Linked DNA regions of Zea mays: all the other regions are linked to region 3. A link is a contact called in public Hi-C data. All regions are on one chromosome and are shown on one strand. Each heading gives the region's core, a stretch centred on a gene start, on an enhancer-like site or on the middle of the called end of the contact. The rest is flanking DNA. Distances are from core to core; before and after follow the strand shown.

Region 1 (2,700 bases), core at 117-2,616, 350 kb after region 3:
AGCCCTGAATCCAAAATGAATTGGCTCAGATTCTTTAAAAATATAAGTCGCGTTTTGAACAATTTCTTATGCACAGTGCACAGACAACAAGATGCGACACATGATTTCTAAAAGGATGCATTATATGGTATCTACATGGTGACAAGATATTCCCAGTATCTTATGAATATGTTTGTGTTAAACATACAGCACTGAACAATGTATGCAACTGAAGTGTTAAATCGAAACCAACCTGACTTCTGATATAGAATTATAGACAGGTATTAAATTGAATGAGTAGATTCTCACCCAGATATACTTCCATGTCATTATGCGTCGTATTTTTACTACGATATAACTGGAAAATTAATCACTTAAAGTGTATATTAAAGGTCGTGTCGATGTTCAAAACAAAAGACAGTGGAGGGCATAACTTCTTCGCTACCACACACTCGTAAAAAAGACATAGACTGCTGCCACGTCAAGTTACCAGATAACCAAAATCAGCAAGTGCGGAGTGCGGTAGCAGCCAAACATAGAATAACATAGCTAGTTAGCCAGTTAGTAGAAGAACATAGGATGCATTGGCACAATATTAATATAGAAGCAGTATTGCAATTATATTGATACCCGGTACTAGTTCTTAGAGTTACAGCTGACATCGTGAAGCGGACCCTCTGTGCAATTTTGAAGGAATCAATTGAATGACAAGTTCACTGTTCACCGCAGAAATAATCTCAGGAGGTCAGCGGCGGTTTCGCGTACCGTTCATGCCTGACAGGACCTTGCCGAAGTCGTTGGTTGGCGGGACGAGCACGCTGACGCCCTTGCCCGCCATGGCCACCAGCCCCACCGTGCTCTCCAGGTTCGCCTGCGTAGTCCAAATTCACCGGTCGCCCAAAAGGAACACGTAAAGCCGCCCGTAGGCACTCAAAACCCCAGGTAGCGACCAAGTAACAACCCCTAGCGCTAGCGGCGACGCACGCGTGGGCAATGGAGAGAAGCCAGACCTCCGTCTTGGCGCCGGAGAGGACGGCGAAGGCGTGGGCCTGCGCCGCGAACCGCGATGGGGGATAGTCCCCATTCCTCATCCACTCCGAGTTGTCCACGCAGATCATGGTCGCCTGGGATTGGATTTGGACGGCCACCGCAAACCGTCAGGGGATGGTCAGAAATCGCTGCGCGTCATTAGACCGGTGGGGCAGCAGCCATAGCAGATAGAAGGAAGAGGAAGGAAGGAGGGGATGCATATGGACCTCGAGCACCATGGTGGTGGGCTGGTGGCGGGCGGCGAGGTGGTGGGTTCTCGGAGGCGAGCGGACGTGCTGCTTCGGAAGACGGAAACGTGACTATGTGAGGTCGTTCTCGGGGACGGTTGTGGAATGGGGAGGTTGCCGAGACCGAGAGCACCGACACATGGTTTTGATTTTTGAACGTGCTCCGCTGCAGTGTTCAGGCGGATCTTTGCAGAGGGTCGTGGCCCATGAACGCCAGGTGCCCACTTTAGTTTGACCCATTGGGTCCATATACTAAATTCAACCGACTATAGATCGTTTATTCCGTTAACGATCTTGCCCGTCCACTCGGTCACACGTCACAGCACACTTGTGCAGTCGTGCTTCAATCCCGTTGCTACCAACCGCTGCATCTCGGGCTCGTCCGCTCCTTTTGGTTCTGAATTTTTCTCATGACAACCGTCGTATAATTGTCTGAGCAGAAGATATAGAGAGGCGCAACCGTTAGCTCCATGTAGAAGTCACCACAGTTCAAACCCATGCAGCTGCTTTAGAAGTTGATTGAGGCCTACTTAGTCACCCCCAACCAATATAGAGCCCTGCGGATCCAAGAGTCTGCTTCATCCAACCCAGTTCAACCCATGAGAGTTGAAGAGCCCTAGATTCTGGAAGGCCTCCCGATCTCTATAAAAGGAGAGAGTAAGGCTTGGGAACCCCCGGAAAGGAGCCATAGTCTTAGAAGGAATGAAAGTCTCCCCTCAGATTATGGATGAGTAAGAGCACCCTGAACCCTCCAAAGATCCACCGTCAGAGATGTTTGAGCCTCTCACAATGAAGAAGATTCCAGCACCCTCCCTTGAGGTCAAGGAAGAAGCTGCAAGCACCCCACCAACACCACCGCTCTCTTAGCTAGGTCACCTTGGAGCTACAAGAGCCAGTCTCGTTTGGAGAAGATTTCAACTCCATCCTGCCATCTCAGTCGCCGCCAGAAGGAGTCATCAACATCATCTCCCTCTTGATCCATCCAGGAGATGTCTCAGATTAAAGTTATGCACCAGCCTCGCCAGAAGAGAAGTTGTTGGATCCAAAGTTAGTTATGCCCAGTCCTCTGCATTCATTGGGCAGTGAAGTTTTTTCCACTTTGGCCAGAGCCTTGCATGTATGAGATGTAACCGTGTAGCCACGTGATTTGAAAAGCTCTAATTGTGTGGCCCCTAGGGCATTTCAAAATGAGTTATGCTTGATGTTTGCTTCCTCTTTCTGTGCATATGTGATGCTTTAACGTTAGTGCTCATAAATCACGTTCAACGTGATTATTGGTTCAGCTTCTAGAGCAATCTGAGTCTGAATCTTAGGAACCAAGTAGTAGTCGCTTAGCCCTCAAATCCGAGTAGTCTGTGCTTTGGAAAAACTCTATTCCCCTCCCATTCAAAACATTTGATTTGTTTGTGCTAAGATTGTGAGTTTTCTTTTTTTTTTCAAAAAG
Region 2 (2,811 bases), core at 18-2,517, 300 kb after region 3:
ATGCTAAGAGCTCGTGGGATCGAGAACTACTAAGATCGGAGTTACGAGTAAGAAGTTATGATTTTATAGAAGATCTATGTGATTAATATATCAATCTATATTATAAATTGGTTAATATAAATCATATGAGAGGTTATTCTATAAATAATTATCTGAACTTTAATCTAGGTTATGAATTGACCATAGATCATATTCTAGTAGATTATAATGATAAGAAGTTTAGCCAGACTAACCGACATAAATTAAATAAAGATCTACTTAGAAAAGAATGAGACATGGTATAATAAATGTTGTTAATGCATAGTAAATATTCATATAAAGCTAACGCAACTGAAACAGTTCAATTCGGAGTTAAAATGGGGAAGTTATGAATTTCCAAAGGTTTTATGTATTTGATACAAGATTAATTTAAGAGATTAATTTTAATGGGGCTTTCATGTCAGAACAGTGGTACTAGATGATAAACAATAATCTTACAAAATTATAGAAACTGGAATGGACTCATTTGGACTTAATATGAATTTTCTAGGGATTAAACAAGTTTCCATAATTAATTTTGTGTTAAAAATCATTTCTTAAATGAATTTCTCTGTTTTCCTAGAGGCCAGGACTGCGCATCAATTTCTGGAAAATACAGGGTTCCTGGGGTAAGATTTCCTAAGACACAGATCTATCCCGCGGGGGATGGCGGGTTAATTTCTAGCGAGTGCAGGGGTTCTTTAGCAATACGTCAGCCGCGGAGGGGTATGGATGTTTCCCCACCACCGGATTAGAAACGGACGGCACAGATTGAACTAAGGTACCGTTTGGTTCAAATATTTGTAACGTAATGGGTAAGTGATAACGTTAAATCATGTTTGTTTTAGTTTAACCGTAATCAGATACCATACTAAAAATTGATACCGGACTATTCAAACTTGTTACCGCCCGTAATCGAGTGTAAACCATTACCATTATCCTTTACGTTACATTTCGTGAACCAAACAGCACCTAACTTCATCTCAAACCGGTACCCCATCCTGGCTGTCAGATCGCCATCCAACGGTTTAGGTTTTATACAGGTGAGATCGATCTGCACGCGCAGGATCGGGATCGGACGAACCATATCCACTCATACAAAACGATGCCCCAGATTCTAATCTGCGCCGCCAAATCCCCATCCAACAACCAGCCGTTAAATACCCGCAGACCACTCTCTTTCGTTCCTCAGCTGATCTATGGTTGCGATGCATCCTATCACACTGCCCCTGATGACTCAATCCCGATCGCTAAAAACAGAATCAACGGCCCACGCCGTTCTTCTTCCCCCAGCACGGACACAGCAGCGCCCAGGCTAGAGCGGCGGTGGCTTCACCGGAGGTTTCCGATCCGACACCACAAAGCGTCCCAAATCCGACCGGCAATGGACTCGCAACTACGGAGGTGAGACGAACAGGATAGTGTAGGGCTTACCTACGATTCAGTGTACCAACGGCGCTGGCGACAAATTCCGTGGGCTTCCCCGGCCCACGACTCTGATGAACCTGCTCCTGATGATCCCGCCGGGCTTCTAGATGGCACGCCCCAGCCGGATGGTCACCCCAAGCGCGGATCGACGGTGGCGGCTGCGCACACAGCACAGCGCCCAGACGGTGGTGGTGTTGCGATACAAGAAGGGGGTTCCTGACCTGGTGAGCTATGGTAAAGGAAGCGCCGCATTTATATGGCCGAACCCCCGAACCATGGCCAGAGGAGATCGGTAGTTGGGGCGCGTGATTTGGGGCGGGCACGGAGCTGCTCGCAAATTCCGTGGACGGTTGAAGAAGACGCGGTCCTGGGTGGCCCACTCGTCAGCCGCGCTAGTGAGGCGATGAGTCGCCGACCGAACGGATGCAGGCGCGTGCTAGAGTCACCGACCGTGCGGGCCCACCCGTCGCGCGGCGTCCAGAGGGGTGGATTAAGCGTGGGCCCCGTCTGCAGCGAGCGTGAGCGCGGAAATGGACTGCGCAGCGTGCGTGGAGCGCAGTAGAAATGGGCCGCCAGAGGAAGGAATTTCACCCACAGAGGCTTTTCTCTTTTTTTCTGTTATGTATTTTCTTTTCTATTTTCTGTTTTCCTTTATTCTTAATTATTTTGAATCAAAATTTAGAATTCAAACTTAAGCGCAAATTTAAACTCATATTAACTATGCAGTTTGTCATACCATCATGTGATGAAGTTATTTAATAACATTATTTTGTATTGTATAATCTTTCTTCCCTCCTTTCCTATTTTTATTCTCTTGGTTTCCAAACCTAACTTTAAATTTTGTTATGAGTTTCACCATGGCTCAAAATATACCAAATTCAAATATTAGTGTAAAGAAATGTATTCTTATTTATATATTTTATTTTACCTCATTTGTTTAGTATTTTCTTTTCTCAAATTCTAGAATTGTACCTTTGGGTTAAATCCCAATTCTTATTCTCTTTTGATTTACGAATTTAAAATCTAAATCCGAGATAAAATTCAGGAATTCAAATCTTTAATACATACTTAAAATCAATTATGAAGCAATAGATATATATTTATTTTAATTAATTTATTTGTTTGATAAATGTTTGAAATATGAAAAATACTCATATTGTTTTCTTTCTTTTTAGAAAAATAGTACTTTGAATGTGGGATAAGAAGTAGAAGTTACCTCAAAATTAAATATTTATGTAAATAAATGCTTATGGTGCATCATTTAATGATATGCATAATCATTTAGTTGAATAGAAAAATTTTCTATTACTTATTTTCTAAAATACTTCTTGGTTTTAGAAATTTAGTCCTCAAATTTCAAAACTT
Region 3 (2,704 bases), core at 12-2,511:
CGAGAAGGTTGCATCTTCTTCTTCCCTTTGTTTTGGTGCGTGTGTGGGTCAAAGGCTGAAAGCTTCTAGGACCACAATGAATGGTCTGGACCGGAGGTAAAAAAAAAAGATGAGTTGAAGCTATCTATATTTGATCGATGTCGATATAGACTAGGTCATAGAACAAAACAGAAGCAGAAGCAGTCAGCAGAGAAAGCAGACCACGGGTTGAATCCAAATGACGTGCACCCTCCGTGTCCTCTTGTACTTGTCATCACATCAAAATACTGTGGTCCAACAATGTGCACACGGACGGCGAAAACTTGAAACTCTAATCGATTAATTAATGGCGTACAAGTACAAGCACGTTTTGGCTTGAATCTGACTATCTTTTCTAGCACAAGTATCGAACCAAACTTTGACTGCAAAGAAAGCACGCGAGCATTGTAACTGCCGAGGCGACAAAACAGAGGAGCGGAGGGCGATGCAACACAAGCGCTGTGACTTGTAGACGGCAAGTCAAGGCACCACTGACCTGCTCGACGACGACGAACTTGCGGGCGGGATCCCTGGCGAGCGCGTCCACCACGGAGTCGAGGGTGTTCATCACGCACGCGCCCTGCATCCCCCAGGATCAGGTGAGAACCGAGAAGAAAGCCGTTGAGGCCGGAGCATGGCGGCGCAGGAAGCAGGATATGCATATACCTGGATGCTGTTGTTGGAGCCGACATAGTACTGGTCGACGGTCTTGAGCCACCCGACGTCGTCGTGGGAGTGAGGCACCAGGTGCACGTTCAGCTTCCCGGCCACCACCGTCGCGTTGTTGGACGCCACGGCGAACGCCGACGCCGTCGCCGCTGCCACCGCCGCGAGCACTAGCACTGCCAGCAGAATCGCCGGCGCCATCACCATCACGGCCGCTGATGGCTTGCCCGGCCGGCCCCGACGATGACGAGCGCAGAACGGAACGGGCAGTGGAGTGGGAGCTGGCTGGCCGACAATGCGGACGAACCTTTGGGTTTGGGTATTGGTTTCTTCGCTCTTGGAGTTGGAGATTGGAGTTGGCGTTTGGTTTGCACCGGCACCGGGCGTGGGCGTCGTTGAGCTCACGGTGGGCTCTGGGCTGGGCTCCGCCTCAGTCAAAAGAGCGGGACCGGCTTGTGCTGCGACAGGCTTGGTATATCGTATTTATATATACACACAGATAGACATTTTGTTTACAATACATAAATAAATAAAGTTTATAAATGAGATACGCGCAGGGTACGATGCCCAATGACTATATTATTATCAATCGTAAGGTATATATTCTGGTCCATTTTGGTAGCTAACGCATCTTGTCCACATGTACGTGTACGGCGGACTGATTTATGGACTAGTGACACGTGAACCGGCCGGGCGGCCGGCAGGCACAAAACAATTTCATCCTTATCTGTAGACTGCAGCGTAGCATGGGAGCAACACCACTATTTGGCTTTAATTCGTATCGGCTTCTAGTATTTCTGAATAGCTAACTTTAATCCAAAACGATTTAATCCAAAACGAATATATGAAGAACCAATGAGACGACTAATATGAATAGGAGCCACTAAAATTCCCCATTTTCTCCCTATATACACGTCATACCCCACCAAGAGATATGCAGAGTTGTACATCGATCGGATAGTGTGTTTACACGGAATACCTCGGACAATTATCTCAGATCAGGGAGCTCAATTTGTGGTAGATTTTGGGAGCAGCTACAAGACTCACTGGGCACCAAGCTGATTAGAAGCTGAGCATACCATACTCAAACTAATGGCCAAACAGAGAGAGTGAATCATATTCTTGAGGATATGTTGAGAGCTTGCGTGATACACTGTGTCTATCGCTAGTAGAATTCTCCTACAATAACAGTTATCAAGCTAGTTTGAAAATGACACCATTTGTCGAACACCCCTTAACTGGTCACGGGTTGGAGAAAAAGAAATCTTTGGACCAAAATTGGTTACCGAAGCCGAAGAAAAGGTCAGAATAATCAGAAAAAATTTAGAAGTTGCTCAAGCCAGGCAAAAGAGCTATCATGACAAAAGAAGAAAACCTCTATAGTTTGAAGTAGAAGATCATGTTTATCTTAAACTCTCACCCACCAAAGGTGTGCAAAGATTCGGGATTAAAGATAATTTAGCCCCTCGCTATTGGATCTCATGAGATCATAGAAGCATGTGGATCGGTAGCTTATAAGCTAAAGCTACCACCTAATATATCTGCAATACACAATGTGTTTGTAACGCCCTTAATTTCGGGTATAAAATTTCTTCTCTAATTGTCTACCAAATTCAGGTGTTACCTCTTCTCTCTCTAGACTTCCTCTCTCTTCCTTTTGATTAGAGTTAAGTCAATTAGGTGAGAGATTAATTATTTATTTTATCAAAACCCTATGTGATTCATGAAATGTTGCATCATGCTGAGCCTAAATTATTCTTTTGTTTGATGCACATGTTTGAATTAGTTTGAATTTGAGTTTTGTTTGAATTTGATTTGAAATCCATAGAGAAAAATAAAAATAAAAGGCATTAGAAATTCCAGGGAAAAAGAAAAGCGCATTTCAGCCCAGTTCGGCACAATCCAGCCTAGCCAGGCCGCGCGCGCCCGCGTCGCCTGACAGGTGGGTCCCACCTGTAGCGACGACCGCGTCCACGCGCTCTCTCCCTCTCTCTTCCGTGCTGCTCGGTGGGACCGACCT

What was found. Hi-C and Micro-C count contacts between places; a contact is called where the count stands out from the background.
Region 1: a Hi-C map of ear shows a contact between it and region 3, with 6 times the contacts expected there. The contact joins the promoter of LOC100382157 here to the promoter of LOC103638195 in region 3. A contact is called at or near these places in 14 of 25 Hi-C or Micro-C datasets (bundle sheath, ear, endosperm and 6 more) and 1 of 3 datasets of contacts at active chromatin or transcription factors (leaf).
Region 2: a contact with region 3 is called in a Hi-C map of leaf, with 4 times the contacts expected there. The contact joins the enhancer-like site here to the promoter of LOC103638195 in region 3. A contact is called at or near these places in 3 of 25 Hi-C or Micro-C datasets (bundle sheath, leaf and tassel).

What each region holds. Positions count from the first base shown.
Region 1 is chr1:119,854,674-119,857,373 of Zm-B73-REFERENCE-NAM-5.0, forward strand. It overlaps LOC100382157, which reads right to left and starts at 1,367. Exons shown (of 10, transcript NM_001174917.1): 1 at 1,236-1,367; 2 at 990-1,103; 3 at 745-850; 4 at 1-4. The coding sequence starts at 1,247.
Region 2 is chr1:119,799,779-119,802,589 of Zm-B73-REFERENCE-NAM-5.0, forward strand. No RefSeq gene overlaps it. Among protein-coding and RNA genes, the nearest start is that of LOC100382157, 55 kb to the right of the region's middle. Within about 2 kb of position 1,268, at least 20 of the 20 cell types and tissues checked have an H3K27ac peak or open chromatin away from gene starts, as enhancers often do. A contact at or near this core is called in bundle sheath, leaf and tassel, where this site is marked.
Region 3 is chr1:119,501,090-119,503,793 of Zm-B73-REFERENCE-NAM-5.0, forward strand. It overlaps LOC103638195 (alpha-mannosidase), which reads right to left and starts at 1,262. Exons shown (of 29, transcript XM_008661190.4): 1 at 685-1,262; 2 at 515-598. The coding sequence starts at 891.